2 separate regions of the Mus musculus genome follow, and region 1 is linked to region 2. The links are chromatin contacts, called in public promoter capture Hi-C maps. All regions are on one chromosome and are shown on one strand. Each heading gives the region's core, a stretch centred on a gene start, on an enhancer-like site or on the middle of the called end of the contact. The rest is flanking DNA. Distances are from core to core; before and after follow the strand shown. Region 1 holds the start of Ppfia3 (protein tyrosine phosphatase, receptor type, f polypeptide (PTPRF), interacting protein (liprin), alpha 3). Region 2 holds the start of Irf3 (interferon regulatory factor 3).

Region 1 (5,911 bases), core at 369-2,868, 370 kb before region 2:
GTTTTTAGGTTGTGGGTGCTGTGCCTAAAGTTGGTGATCCACTAGAGGGATATGAGGCCTTGGAGACTTGACCCCAGCAGCCGTGTCACTATCCACTGGTCCCATGTCCTGGGTAGGGTGGTAAGGGCAGCGGTTTGGGCCAGCAGTCTGTGCGAGGCCTGCCCTGCAGAGTGTGGAAGGCGAACACCATGAAAAGGCGGTGGAACTCCTGAAGGCTGCACAGGGCTCAGTGAAACTGGTGGTGCGCTACACTCCTCGGGTGCTGGAGGAGATGGAAGCCCGCTTCGAGAAGATGCGATCTGCCCGTCGGCGCCAGCAGCACCACAGCTACACGTGAGCCTCCAGTCACCATCCTCTCCCTGCTGCCTTCCCCAACCTTAGATACCCAAATCAGGCCAGTGAGCACAGCGGCCTTCAACATTTATCTCTGGCTCTCCACCAGGGGTTTTCTGACCTTTGACTCCTGCCATGGTAGCTAAGGCCCTGGGACCCTCTGGCTCCCCAACTCCAGAAGCCCTGTGCCTGATTTTCTGAACTGTTGTCTCCAGAACCCCACCATTGAACATCTTACGCGCCCTCCCCCACCCCACCCCTGAACCTACCCTGTGTCTAAAACTCCCCTCTCTACACCCTCACAGGTCCTTGGAGTCTCGAGGCTGAAATCACAGACCAGGACCCTCCTTCTCCTCCCCTGTACAGTATTATTTATTGTCACTGGCTCCTTATTTAAAGATCTTTAACCCTCACCGAGTGTCTTGTGTGTCTGTCGCGCATCCTGGAATAGTCTCTGTGGGGGAGGAGGACAGTGAAGCTGAGGTTAAGAACAAGCTCATTCCAGTCTGTGTACCATGATAGACAACGCTCGCGCAGCTCTGAAGGCGGAGGCTGGCCGGTGTCCCAGAGACTAGCCCGACCCAAGGCTGCGTCTATGTGAGCGCCAGGGAGCACCACTAAAGACCACTGCCCCCAACCCTTAAGAGGTTCGGAAGGCCAAGGCCTGGCAAGGTCTCCAGTGAGTCGGACGCGGGAGTCTTGAAACCAGCAGAAGCCGCCTGATCATTGCCTCTGTAGGCGGGGCGGAGCGAACCATCCACTGGGGGAACCCTTGCGGGCCGTGCCACCGTCTGCGTAGGAGTCGGGTTGGTGGGGCGCATGCAGTACCCTAGACGGGCGCAGGGGTGCAGAGTAACACGCACTCGCCACCCGTCGTCCACTTGCCTCACCTTCCAACCGAGCACATCCTTCCGGGAGCCGCCCTTGTCTTAAAAAAAAAAAATCCCACCTTGAATGTTGAATTCCTATCCCGCCGCCCAACCCTCGTGTCCCGTGAGACGCGCGCCGCCGTGGGGACCCGGGGTCGCGACTCGCGTTCCATGCTGCGCGCTACTAGATTCAGGTGACATCATCCTCTGCCGGGCTCCGCCTCCCTCCCAGGCCGCCGCACGCTGCATGCCTATTGGTCGCTGCACCATGAGTCCCGCCCCCAGCTCTCCGCCCGCGCGGCCCCTCCCTCCCGATGTGGAGGCGGGGTCTGGTCGCCGGCCGGCACGGAGGCCAATTCTCATTGGCCATTCAGCACCGTCCGTCAGTCTTCTGTTAAAGGGGCCACGACCGCCCGGGATCTGTGGGGGGGGAGGGGGAGGGAGGAGAATTTTTTGGGGGGGGAGAAGGTGGGATTTGGGGGGGCGCTGGTGGGCACCCCTGGATCTGGCGACTGCGGCCTCGCGGGGGGAGGCTGTACGGTGACAAGGGCAGGGGGCTATTTTAGGGAGTAAGAAGGCTGTGAGACCGTGAGGGGGAGGGGGGTCCCCAGCGCTGGAGCCGGAGCAAGAGACGCTGAGCCCGCGCTAGCGGCGTAGACAGGGTTCCAGAGCTCCAGATCCGGGCCCCGGCCGCCGCCAGGGGCCCCGCCCGGTGCCCCTACCCCACCCCGCGTCCCTCCTGCAGCCCAGCTCCTCCCGCAGTCGTCGCGGACCAGGTAGGTAAGAGCCCGGCCCAGCTTGCCCGGCAGCGCCCACCCTGGGGACCCCTGGGCTAGCGTTTCCGACCAGCTTGCCCGAAATCCTACATTCCCATCTTCATCCCAAGGGAACCCAGAGTCCAGATTTCACAAGCCAACCCAAGAGACCCAGGCGTGTCCCTTCCCGGAGCTGAGAGTGCCCCGCCGAACCCTAGTATCTCAGGCGGGCTACCTCCTTGTGCCTCCTCCAGGGCCCAGAAGCCTGGATCCCTCAGCTCAGCCCAGGGGATCCCTCAGTCTAGATCCATCCTCTGGGCCCAGTCCTGGGAGCTCCAGACCCTGGTCACCGCTGTGGGGCTTCCTCCATTGCGTCCAAATCGTTCCCCCATTTGCGTCCCCCACCTTCTGGTTGAATCAACCGGAGACGTTCCTCGGTCCAGGCCGGCTCGCCCTGGACACAGGCCCGCGCCGGAGCTGTCCATGGTCAGCTCTCGGTAGCCTCGCCTCCCCCATCTCCTTCCACGGCCGCTAGGGAGGAGGGGGGTGCAGGTGGTGTGGGGATTCCTCCCCCTCACCGCGCCTTTGACCTGGGGTTCCCCGGCGCCCCCCTCCCAGATGGGCCGCAGGGCTCTCAGGCCCATCTTTAGGCACTCTAGCTTTCTGGGACTCTAGCTGCTTCACTTACATAGAGCTTGTGAATGTCCCTGCCCAGGCCACTTAGAAACCTTGGCATGGAGCCTCCCGCTCCCACCTGGTTCTGAAAAGCTGTTAGTGTCCATATATCTGCTGGCCCTGACTAATCACTGTCACCTTATTCAGCACCCGGGGAATCCAGTTTCCTAGCCTTTGCCCCCACCTCCCCACTTAGCACCTACTTTAACAGCTCCCCCCTGCCCTCCGCAGACAAATATGACCAGCCTCTTGGTACACCAGCACCTGCTTGCTGCCTTATAGACTCAGGCGCCATGACTTCTTTTCAAAGACCTGGAATGCAATTCCTCTGCTTCTGTCCTCACTCCCCCTTGGAGATCTAAGTGTCTCACCCCCATCTTATAACCTCCACCTGAACAAACACTCATCTCAGGGACCCAGAATCTCTGACAGTGGTGAGTGTCCTGTCCATCAGACCACCCACCCAGGCTTACACTCCCACCAAACAGTCAGGCTCTAAGTTTCTTCACCCCTAGGTAGATTCAAAAGTCTGGACCTTGGCTCTGCATTCCACTCCCATCTTCATGTCTTGGTGGCCTCAACTTCACATCTCCCATGGCTTTAACGAGCACTTATCATCTGCTCTATCATCTCAGGTGCTAGACTTGCAGAGTCTCCTCTCCCCCAAAGCTGGATATTTCTGGCATCTCATTGCCTCTAGAGACCCATATGGTAATATCTGATGTCTCATACTCCAAGTACCAAACAGCCATCCTTTCCTCCAGGTGTGTTTTGGGATCAAGGTTCACGAGGTTATTTGGAACCAGGCAGCTGTCTTTCTGCACTTCTAGTTAAAAATGTGTCCTTTCCCTGTGTTATGTTCAAGATCCTAAGTTCCAGAACATTTCCAGATGATGTGCCTGTTCCGTCCTCACCAAGGCATGTGATCCACTTCAAGGCCATGAACTAACTTCTAAGCATGTCTTTTTTTTTACTTGCTCCTTTCCCATCCCCAGTGGCAGGATTTTGCCATGCGTCCCAGGCTGGATTAGAACTCACTATGTTGTCTACATTTTTCCTCCTCCTCTTCATCCTCTTTTTCTTCTATTTATTCTTCTCCTCTTCCCCTTCCTTCTTTTTCTTTTTTGGTCTTTACCAATATCTAGACAACATGCCTAAGCCATTCTCTGCTCTCAGGCCTCTCCTCAGACATGCCCTATATTTCTAGCTACAGGGGCTGGGGTTGTTGCTGGGGCAGAGCACTTACCTCACATGCACAAAGGCCAGGCTTCAATTACTAGCACTTGACCAATTACAAAAAGGGCTCACTTTATGCCCACCCTTAAAGACTAGTATCTGCTGAGTTTCCATTGTAGATGTGTTTTATGTTCGGGCCACGTCTGCTGATGTTCTAGATTCCCTTCTTCCCAGGATATTCTAACTTGCAGAATGTGTCATTTTCAATTAAATAGTCTAGTATTCTTTGGAACTCTAGTGTGCACAGTCTTTTTTTTAATTAATTAATTATTTTTATTTTATGTGCATTAGTGTTTTGTCTGCATATATGTTTATGCAAGGGTGCCAGGTCCTCTGGAACTGGAATTAGACCATTGTGAGCTGCCAGGTAAGTGTTAGGAATTGAACACAGGTCCTCTTGCAGAGTAGTCAGTGCTATTAATCATTGTGCCATCTCTCCAGCCCCCCATAGCTTACACAATCTTAAACCTGGAAGTTTCCAGAGCCGTGTTCTGCTTATCTTATGAAGCCTCGGGTTCTAGATCCCTGTCTGCAGCTTCTGCCTTTCCTTACTGTGGCCTTAGCTTTGGTGTCAGTCTTGTTCCCAGCTGGGTCAGAGGCTTCCAGCTCCATCTGCTGCCCTGGCATTCTGAGCCTGTTCTAGATGCTGGCCTTTTCTAGAGTCTTCAGGTTCAAAATGTTCCTGTTTCCTAAACAGACCACCCCCACCAGAGGATCTCTCTCTCTCTCTCTCTCTCTCTCTCTCTCTCTCTCTCTCTCTCTCTCTCTGTTGTTATTTGGTACATTTTGTTTTTCTGTATGTGTGCATGTGGAAGTCAAAGGACAGTTTGCAGGAGTTCTCTTCTTCATACACCATGTGTGTCCCAGAATCTCCAACTCAGGTCTTCAGTCCTGGTAGCAAGTTTTGTCCACTGAGCCATCTTCCTGGCTTTCCTGGCCGTGTGTGTGTGTGTGTGTGTGTGTGTATTTGGAGCAGGATTTCATTGTGGTAGTCTTGAACACAAAATCCTCCTGCCTCACCTGGACTCCTATGGCCAGGCATCCATGCTAAGCAGACTCTGAGTCCTAGATTCTGTCTTTTGACCAGATCTATTATATATTGCATTAGGGGTGCTCCTCTATGTCATTTTGCTCACTTCTGTGGGTTCCAGGCACCTATTTATGTTACCATGTGGCTTTGGGCTGATTTTACCTTCCAGTCCTCAGTTGTAGCATAGAACCCTTTAGTTAGCCGAAAGAGCCGCTCTTGCCTTCAGTCACTTGCTCAGTGTGGAGGCTCTTAATCTTTTCTGTGTTCTGTAGCATCTTGGTAACACTGGCTGTCCATTCTCTTTCTCAGTGAATCGGAGAGTCTACAGTAATCTCACTCATCCTAGGCTGTACATTTTGACCCGATTGCGGTTTTGAGCTTTCATGTTGGGGGCCGGGGGAATCTAGCCTAAAGCTTATAAACTTTTGATGGATCCAGTTTCTGGGAAGTGTAGAGTTCCATCCAGACAATTTAAAGTCAAAGGGAATTTAGGGACCCTGCTGCATTCTTTCCTGTATTCCAGAACCCTTCTTGTCTCACAGAAACCCAAGGACCCAATGGCTTTGGTCACAGTTCTCATTTGGGTGGAGTTGGGAAGTATCCAATCTCAAACCGGTTAGGTCGCTGCATGTGTTGAGGGGAAGGAACGGAGTGAAAGTCTCTCCTGCTTTCGGTCTGGCCAGATGGACTTGTTGGACCTGAAGTGATCCAGGGAGAGGCTCACTGGGCCTCTCTACATCTCTGCCCCGCCCCTGGCCCAGGGAACCTAAGTCCCGCCTTCCGGCCTTATAAATCCCGCCTCTCTCTCCTCCCACACTCTTGGTTAACGCCTCAAGAGGGCGGGGCAGGAGGAGCATCCTAGAGCGACTAGAACCTGAGTCGGCGGGGAGAAGGGTTCAACAGCTTAGATTTATGGTGTGCAGGAGATCTAGAGTCACTGGAAGTAAAGAGGGATCAAAAAAGAGACTGTTGGAGCCTCAGACCCCTAGATGTAGGGGACTACTAGGTGTGGG
Region 2 (6,574 bases), core at 628-3,127:
AGGAAGCAAATAACACCTCTTGAGGGCAGTCTCAACTCTTAAGGCTTAAGGGTTCTAAAATCAAGAGCCCACTCCTAAAGATTTCCCGCCCTCTAAAACAGCTGTTCTCAACTATCCTAATGCGGTTCCTCGTGTTGCAGTGATCCCCCAGCCCCAAAATTATTTGTATTGCTATTACATAACTGTAGTTTTGTTAGAAGTCAAAATACTTATTTTTCAATGAAACGGTCATTCAACCCCCAAAGGGGTCGCGTCCCAGGGACTGAGAACCATTGCTCCAGAACGTTTCTTAAGAAACGCAACCTAGGGCTGGTGAGATGGCTCAGTGGGTAAGAGCACCCGACTGCTCTTCCAAAGGTCCAGAGTTCAAATCCCAGCAACCACATGGTGGCTCACAACCATCCGTAACAAGATCTGACTCCCTCTTCTGGTGTGTCTGAAGACAGCTACAGTGTACTTACATAAAATAATAAATAAATCTTTAAAAAAAAAAAAAAAAAAAAAAAAAAAAAGAAACGCAACCTGGCTTTCAGGATTCTGTTCCTAGAATCTGCCAATCAATTCCCGTCTGTCCCTCCAGTCCTATCCCACCCCCTGCCCTGGTCCAGCCACACCCAGAAATGCGTCTGAAATCTTTCCCCCAGCACCTGGAAGATGCCAAAGTCAGCCATCTGTGCGTCCTGCCGTAGGCCATGCTTCCACGGGATCCTGAACCTCGTTCGGCTCTCGTCCAGCCAGGCCACGCCTTCCAGCTGCCCCAGGTCCAGCTGTGACACCAGCCAGGGCAAAATCCGCGGTTTCGGGGTTTCCATGCTCTAGCCTGCGCACCACAGGACAGTTCCTGAGCCTGTCTGTCACGGGGCAAATGCACTCAAACCTCTCCGACCCGCCACAACACAGGTCTTCCTTCACCATTGTGTACAAACGGGAAACTCCTTCCCACCTTTCCAAATCCAACGGGACCGCCTCTCCTACCCCCCAGAGTCTTCTATATGAACTCTACCCATAGGTTCCTTCCCTTTTCTAAATGTAAACTCCTATTATCCAAAGCTGGCACCCTATTTCAAGAGTGGAGTCCTCTTTCCCTCGTCTTTAAAGGATCCTAACTGCTCTCACAACCGCCTCACCCTTGCAGAAAACCCTTACTCATTTCCAGAGTCTTTTCCCAGGTGCTGTCGCTTCTTCTGTTTTTTTGTTTTTTGTTCCTATATTGTTTTTACGGATGTTTGAGACAGGGTCTTAGTATGTAGCATAGGCTGTCCTTGAACTTGCTATGTAGCCAAGGCTGGTCTTCAACTCACTCTGTGGCCCTGGCTGGCCTCGAATGCACTCTGTAACCCAGGCTACCCTCAAACTTATTCAGTAGCTCAGGCTGGTCTTCAAATCGCTTAACCCATGTTGGTCTGGCGCTCATTCTGTCGTCCAGCCTGGCCTGGAGCTCACTGGCCTTGAACTTACAGCAATCTTTACTGCCTCCAGCCTGGATGCTGAGACTGCAGGCTTCCGTCTACAACGCGTGGCCATTCTGCTTTTCGGTAGCCGAGCTTCTGAGCGACAGGTTTGCCCGATCCTGCGCCCTGAGGCCGCCACCCTCCCGGCTCTTCCGCGTTACCTACCAGGGGAGGAATTGGGCGCCCGTGCGGCGCGGGTGCCAGCAGTGGTTTTGGGGCTCCCAAACAGTAGTTCTGAGACTCGCAGCCACGCAACCCCCTTCTTTGTCAGCTAAGCCTCCGAGCGCTGGGACTTCCTTTTCTAACGATATTTTGAGATATAAAAAGTTTTTCTCAACATTGACGAAATAAAGTCAAGAAATCCCGGAGCGCACTTCGGCTTAGCAGGCCTAACTCCCTCAAATGCCCTTTTTTGGCCTTCCGCCTACAGGCATGCTGGGAACGCCATATGCAAATGACCGCAAAAGAAGGCTCCACCCCTTCGACGTTGGGGCGGTTGCCGTGTCGGCCCAGTGCGCAGGCGTGGGAAAGTTGAACTTCCGAAGTAAAAGTTTGTAGAAATTGTGAGAAAGCGTGTACGCCAGTGCGACGGGGACACAACCGCGAGCCAGGTGAGCTGGGTGCCAGGGAGGGGACAGGGTTGCAGGAAAGGCCACAGCCAGTCCTGCCAAGCTGTGACTTCCAAGCACCCGGGGTCTCCCGGTGCACGCCAGAGGTAAAATTGGAACTACATCTCCCAGCAGACTGCTCGGTGAAAAGTGGGGAAATCGGACCAGCGTTTGCCGCAAAGCATACTAGGATTAGTAGTTCCCTATTCTCTACGGTCTTCGAGCCTTCTTTGGCGCTGCTAGCTGAGAGGGAACTCCAAACCCCCTTCCCGCTCCTTCCTGCAAGAGTTCAAGCACTCATTTACCTCCTTTCTTAGACTCAGTAATTCAGACCGTTTCTCCTCAACTGAATCAACTGCCCCACTGGCCCTTAAAAACCACCTTTTCCTTGGAGTTAGGCGCCCTCTTCATTCAGTGATTCAGAAGTTTGAGTTATCCCTGCACTTGGGTGCATCCTCTGTCTTCTGCCTCAGGTACCCCCATGGCCGGCTCTGAAGAGTTGGGTCTCCGAGAGGACACACTGAAGGTTCTGACGGCCTTCCTTAAGCGCGGTGAAGTCGCTGGGTCCCCTGTCCCAACTCCACCCAGGTGAGTTCCACTCCCCCAGCGTCAGCCTTTGATGGGAAGATCTTCCTGAGTCTTGTGGTCCAAACCTATCTACTCCCATCAGACCTAACTCCATGTGCCTGGGCTGAGTTTCAAGAGTGATCTTCCATGAAAGGATGAAGGGATCACTTGCCCAGACCCCTTCGGGATAACTCCGAGGTTCTTGTCCCTAGGAGTCCTGCCCAAGAGGAGACAACAGATTTCCTGAGCCGCCTCCGAAGATGCCTCCCTTGTCCCCTGGGGAGAGGAGCTCCCCCCACGGAGTCCTCTAGGCCCCACTTCCTTCCCCTCCGCCCCTGCTATGGTTCCGAGCCTGGTAAGAGATTTATTCAGGTCACTTGTGAAACTTTCAGGGCTAGGAGTTTTGGTTCCAAAAAATCCAGACAGGACCCATTATAAAGTCAACACGGTTCAGCTTCAGCACAAGCCATAACCATTTCAAGTCTTTGTCACACCTCTTTCTAGCGGGTAAGTGTAAGTGTTTGTGCTTGGATAGGAGGTACCCTGGGGCTCCAAAGCCCGGGAAGCATGCAGCTCTGAAGGGAGAAGGGGTCCCAGTGCAAGGGATGCCTGAGACTGGGGGCCCAAGAGCCACACAGCGCTGAGGTGGGACGTGTCCCGATGGAGGGGTATCCTGAGACATGGGGGCCAGGACCCTTACAGCTTTGAGAGGAAGTCTCCTCAGCAGAGGCATTGTGGCTCCCAAGGGAGTAGAGCCTCAGCACCGCTCCACTTCTTTGCTTCCTGGCTTCTTCCGATGAGAGAGTCACACCAGGCAGAAAATCTCATGAAAGAGATTTGTTGGAGAGTCCAGAGTGGAGTGAGGACACCATGGCTGGCCGCCCTCTGCTCCTGGGATCAGACAGCAGGGAATTGGACAAAGGATGGGGCTTATCTGGGACTTCTTAGAGGGTGGCTTCTCAGGGCAGAGATGTCCAGCTTGGGAAGCTTGGGGCCTGGCAGCTTTTGCCATTGCCTTTCCCCTGCAGTGGGCCGGCCCATGGGTTAGGATGAGAAGTCAGTCCTCCTTGGTTGCAGGCCGTTTTGGCTGAGGTGCCATCTCTGCGGTGCTGCTCAGGGAGGATGGAGATGCTGCTACCACTGTGGACGCCCCCTGCAGTCGTGTTTCACCAAGGCTGTATGCTGAGGGGATGTCGTGGTACCACCATTTTGACAGCTCCTGCTTGGTTCCTAGGCTAGGGCTGGAAGGAAGGGCTGGCTAGCCCTTTGATGGATTTTGGGGTGCACTGCTTAAGGGCTACAGTAAAAGGATCGTTGAGACATAATCACATTTGCTGGAGCCCTCCTGCCTCAGCCTACTTCATACTGAAATCACAGGCATGCACAATAAAGTGGAGCCCCAGCTTAGACTTCTACAGAGCAATTCCGTGGTTGACCCGGGAGAGGTGCTTTGGCACCGTCCTCGGGTGATTTATCTTTTTTCCTTTTTGGGTGCTTCTCTGGCTCTTCTTGTAGCTCCAGTACCCCAGCACAAGAGACTGGAAGTGTAGTTGTCAGTCGTAACTCCCTGGCCAGTTGGTAATCTGACTGGGCGCATCCTTCCTCCTTTTTAAGTAACAGAAAGAGGCTGGAGGAAGGGATCTTTGGACTTGATTGGTGATCAACAAACCCAAGTGTGGTAGCACATTGTTGCAGTCAACACCTGAGAGAGGCTGAGGCAGGAGGACTGCTGTGAGTTTAAGGCCGACCTGGACTACAAAAAGTTGAGTCAGTCGAGTGCCTGCCTAGCATGCATGAAGCCTTGTATTCAGTTCCCAACAGCACATAAATGGAGCATGAAAAGCACACATTAGGGATTAGGGAAAGGGGCCTCCTTATGGCCTCTGAGGGCATCATCAGGCATGCACTTGGCACATGACATTTGTGCAGGAAAACCACCCAATTGAACCCTAGCCTGCTGGAAGAACAGCCGGTTCTCTTAACTGTTATGTCCTCCAACTTCTGATGCTGTTTTTCTGGCCTTCACAGGCACTGGGCACCCAAGTGGTTCACAGACACATATGCAGGCAGAACACACACATAAAACTTGAAAATAACTCTAAAGAGGCGTGCCTGGTTAGATGGCTTACTTAAAACGAGCCCTGTGGTCTGTTGCTGCATGTGAACTGCACAAGGGCTAGGGGGTGATGGTAGGAACGCTGCATGTCTGTCCTGACTGGATGCAATGGTCTCCAGAGCTCAGCGTGAATATTCTCAGTTGGATTTGAGGGTGCAACAAAGTAGAAAGGCTGAGGATGTTCATTTAATATCTTTTATTTACCAACGTCTCATGGCCGAGGTGTATCCTTTTGTGAAGTGGAAATTGTTGCTGTGTGGCAAGATGGTTAGGAGAGACGCCATAAATACCGTGTTCTGTAAACAGAAAGCGTCGCTGCTTCTTTCTGCTCAGGCCCAGCCTCTTCCGAGTTCTATGCCCTGGTTGCCCAGCGGCTGGAACAATTGGTGCAGGAGCAACTGAAGTCCCCGCCCAGTTCAGGTAAGCAGCAGAGGAGCCCTGGTGAGGGGTGATGGTAGGAGCAAAGCCAGGGCCCTTCCCAGTCCAATTCTCTTCTGCCCCCCACCCCCAGAGTTCCAGGGACCCCCACCCACGGAGAAGGAAGCCCTGCTAAGGCGGCTGGTAGCCTTGCTGGAGGAAGAGGCAGAAGTCATCAACCAAAAGGTGACCAGCCTCTACTCCACGCTATGGAGAGGACAGTTGTGGAATAGGGGGCAGACGCTGGCGCTGCTTTGTTTTGATGCTGGGTGTGGTTCCAGGGCTCCAGTAAACATCAGAGCATCTTCACAAGAGCCTTGATGCCTCACCGCAGCAGGACTTAACACCAGTGTCCTTCATGGGCCATCAACAAGCAGTGGGACCTAGGCAACAGAAGCCACCAGAGGCTTCATTAGGAATTGGCTTGGTGACAGAGCCCTTGCCCAGCAGGCTGGGGTCCTTACCTTAACGTTGTCTCCATCACCCTCTCCCCCAAGTTAAACACTGAAAAACAAAGGACAGCAAACAAAAGAAGAGGCCAGAACCAAGAGCCAGGTGAGAGAAGGGCCTGGCAGGAGTGTAAAACTGGACTGGAGTAGAGCAGGCTCAGCCCTCCTCCCTGCACTCTCGGGTATGAGGCCGGAGACCAGTTCAAAGTCATCCTGGCCACAGAAGAGTTCCAGGGCCGCCAAGGCCACACTGGGAGACCTTGTTTCAACAAAACAAGGTGGAATGTGAGAGCACACACCTTTAGTCCCAGCAACAGGGAGGCAGAAGCAGGCAGAGCTCTACGAAGTCAGGGCCATCCAGGGCTACAGAGTTAAACCCTGTCTCTAAAACCAAAGAACCCTGACTGACTGACTGACTGACTACCCTAAGGACACAGCTCAGAATAGGGAGGAAATTCCGGCCTGAGAGGGCATAGCCTCAGAGTTTCCTGGAATTGGGCTTTGAAAACTGAACAGTACTGTAACAGCAGTTATCAGGTACTCGTCCCCCTGTGCCCCTCTGTGTAGCCCTGGCTGTGCTGGAACTCACTCTGTAGATCAGGCTTGAACTTATTGAGCACTGAGATATGTCTGCTTCTGCCTCCCAAGTGCTGAGATTAAAAGCATGTGCTACCATGCCCAGCTTGGGTTTAAGGACTAACGGAGAATCCACTGCTTAGAACTCAGAACTGTTCTTGGCTCTGATTCTAGGACCCCTTCTTGGGAGTCTACTGGTGAAGGCCATAGAGGCAGCTTGGGTGGGAGGGACTTGGTGCTGGAAAGGCCTGGCCCCCAGGCTGGTCACACAGGCTTGGTGGTAGCTTACACTGTTCCTCTGCCCCTCAGCTGGCATCTGACCCGGCTCTGCATCGTAAACTGGCCCGCCTGTCCGCAGGCTCTTTCGCCCGCCTTGTGGAACTCTTCTCT

The links. Promoter capture Hi-C pulls out the DNA fragments that hold promoters and counts their contacts.
Region 1: a promoter capture Hi-C map of hippocampal neurons shows a contact between it and region 2, with 3 times the contacts expected there. The contact joins the promoter of Ppfia3 here to the promoter of Irf3 in region 2. A contact is called at or near these places in 8 of 39 promoter capture datasets (the C10 cell line, erythroid cells, hippocampal neurons and 5 more), 2 of 484 Hi-C or Micro-C datasets (B cells and embryonic stem cells), 4 of 115 datasets of contacts at active chromatin or transcription factors (bone marrow-derived macrophages, microglia, pancreatic cancer cells and 1 more) and 3 of 9 other capture datasets (adipose tissue, liver and pancreatic islet).

What each region holds. Positions count from the first base shown.
Region 1 is chr7:45,362,726-45,368,636 of GRCm38.p6, reverse strand. It overlaps Ppfia3 (protein tyrosine phosphatase, receptor type, f polypeptide (PTPRF), interacting protein (liprin), alpha 3), which reads left to right and starts at 1,618. Exons shown (of 30, transcript NM_029741.2): 1 at 1,618-1,978. Lin7b (lin-7 homolog B (C. elegans)) reads left to right here. Exons shown (of 6, transcript NM_011698.1): 5 at 170-333; 6 at 639-746. The coding sequence ends at 660. Mtag2 (metastasis associated gene 2) reads right to left here and starts at 2,476. Exons shown (of 2, transcript NR_015480.2): 1 at 2,363-2,476; 2 at 689-1,261.
Region 2 is chr7:44,992,951-44,999,524 of GRCm38.p6, reverse strand. It overlaps Irf3 (interferon regulatory factor 3), which reads right to left and starts at 1,877. Exons shown (of 8, transcript NM_016849.4): 1 at 1,617-1,877; 2 at 648-820. The coding sequence starts at 812. Bcl2l12 (BCL2-like 12 (proline rich)) reads left to right here and starts at 1,946. Exons shown (of 7, transcript NM_029410.3): 1 at 1,946-2,062; 2 at 2,533-2,647; 3 at 2,839-2,981; 4 at 5,076-5,162; 5 at 5,254-5,345; 6 at 6,494-6,574. The coding sequence starts at 2,541. It overlaps Gm15545 (predicted gene 15545), which reads right to left. Exons shown (of 2, transcript NR_045266.1): 2 at 4,924-5,542.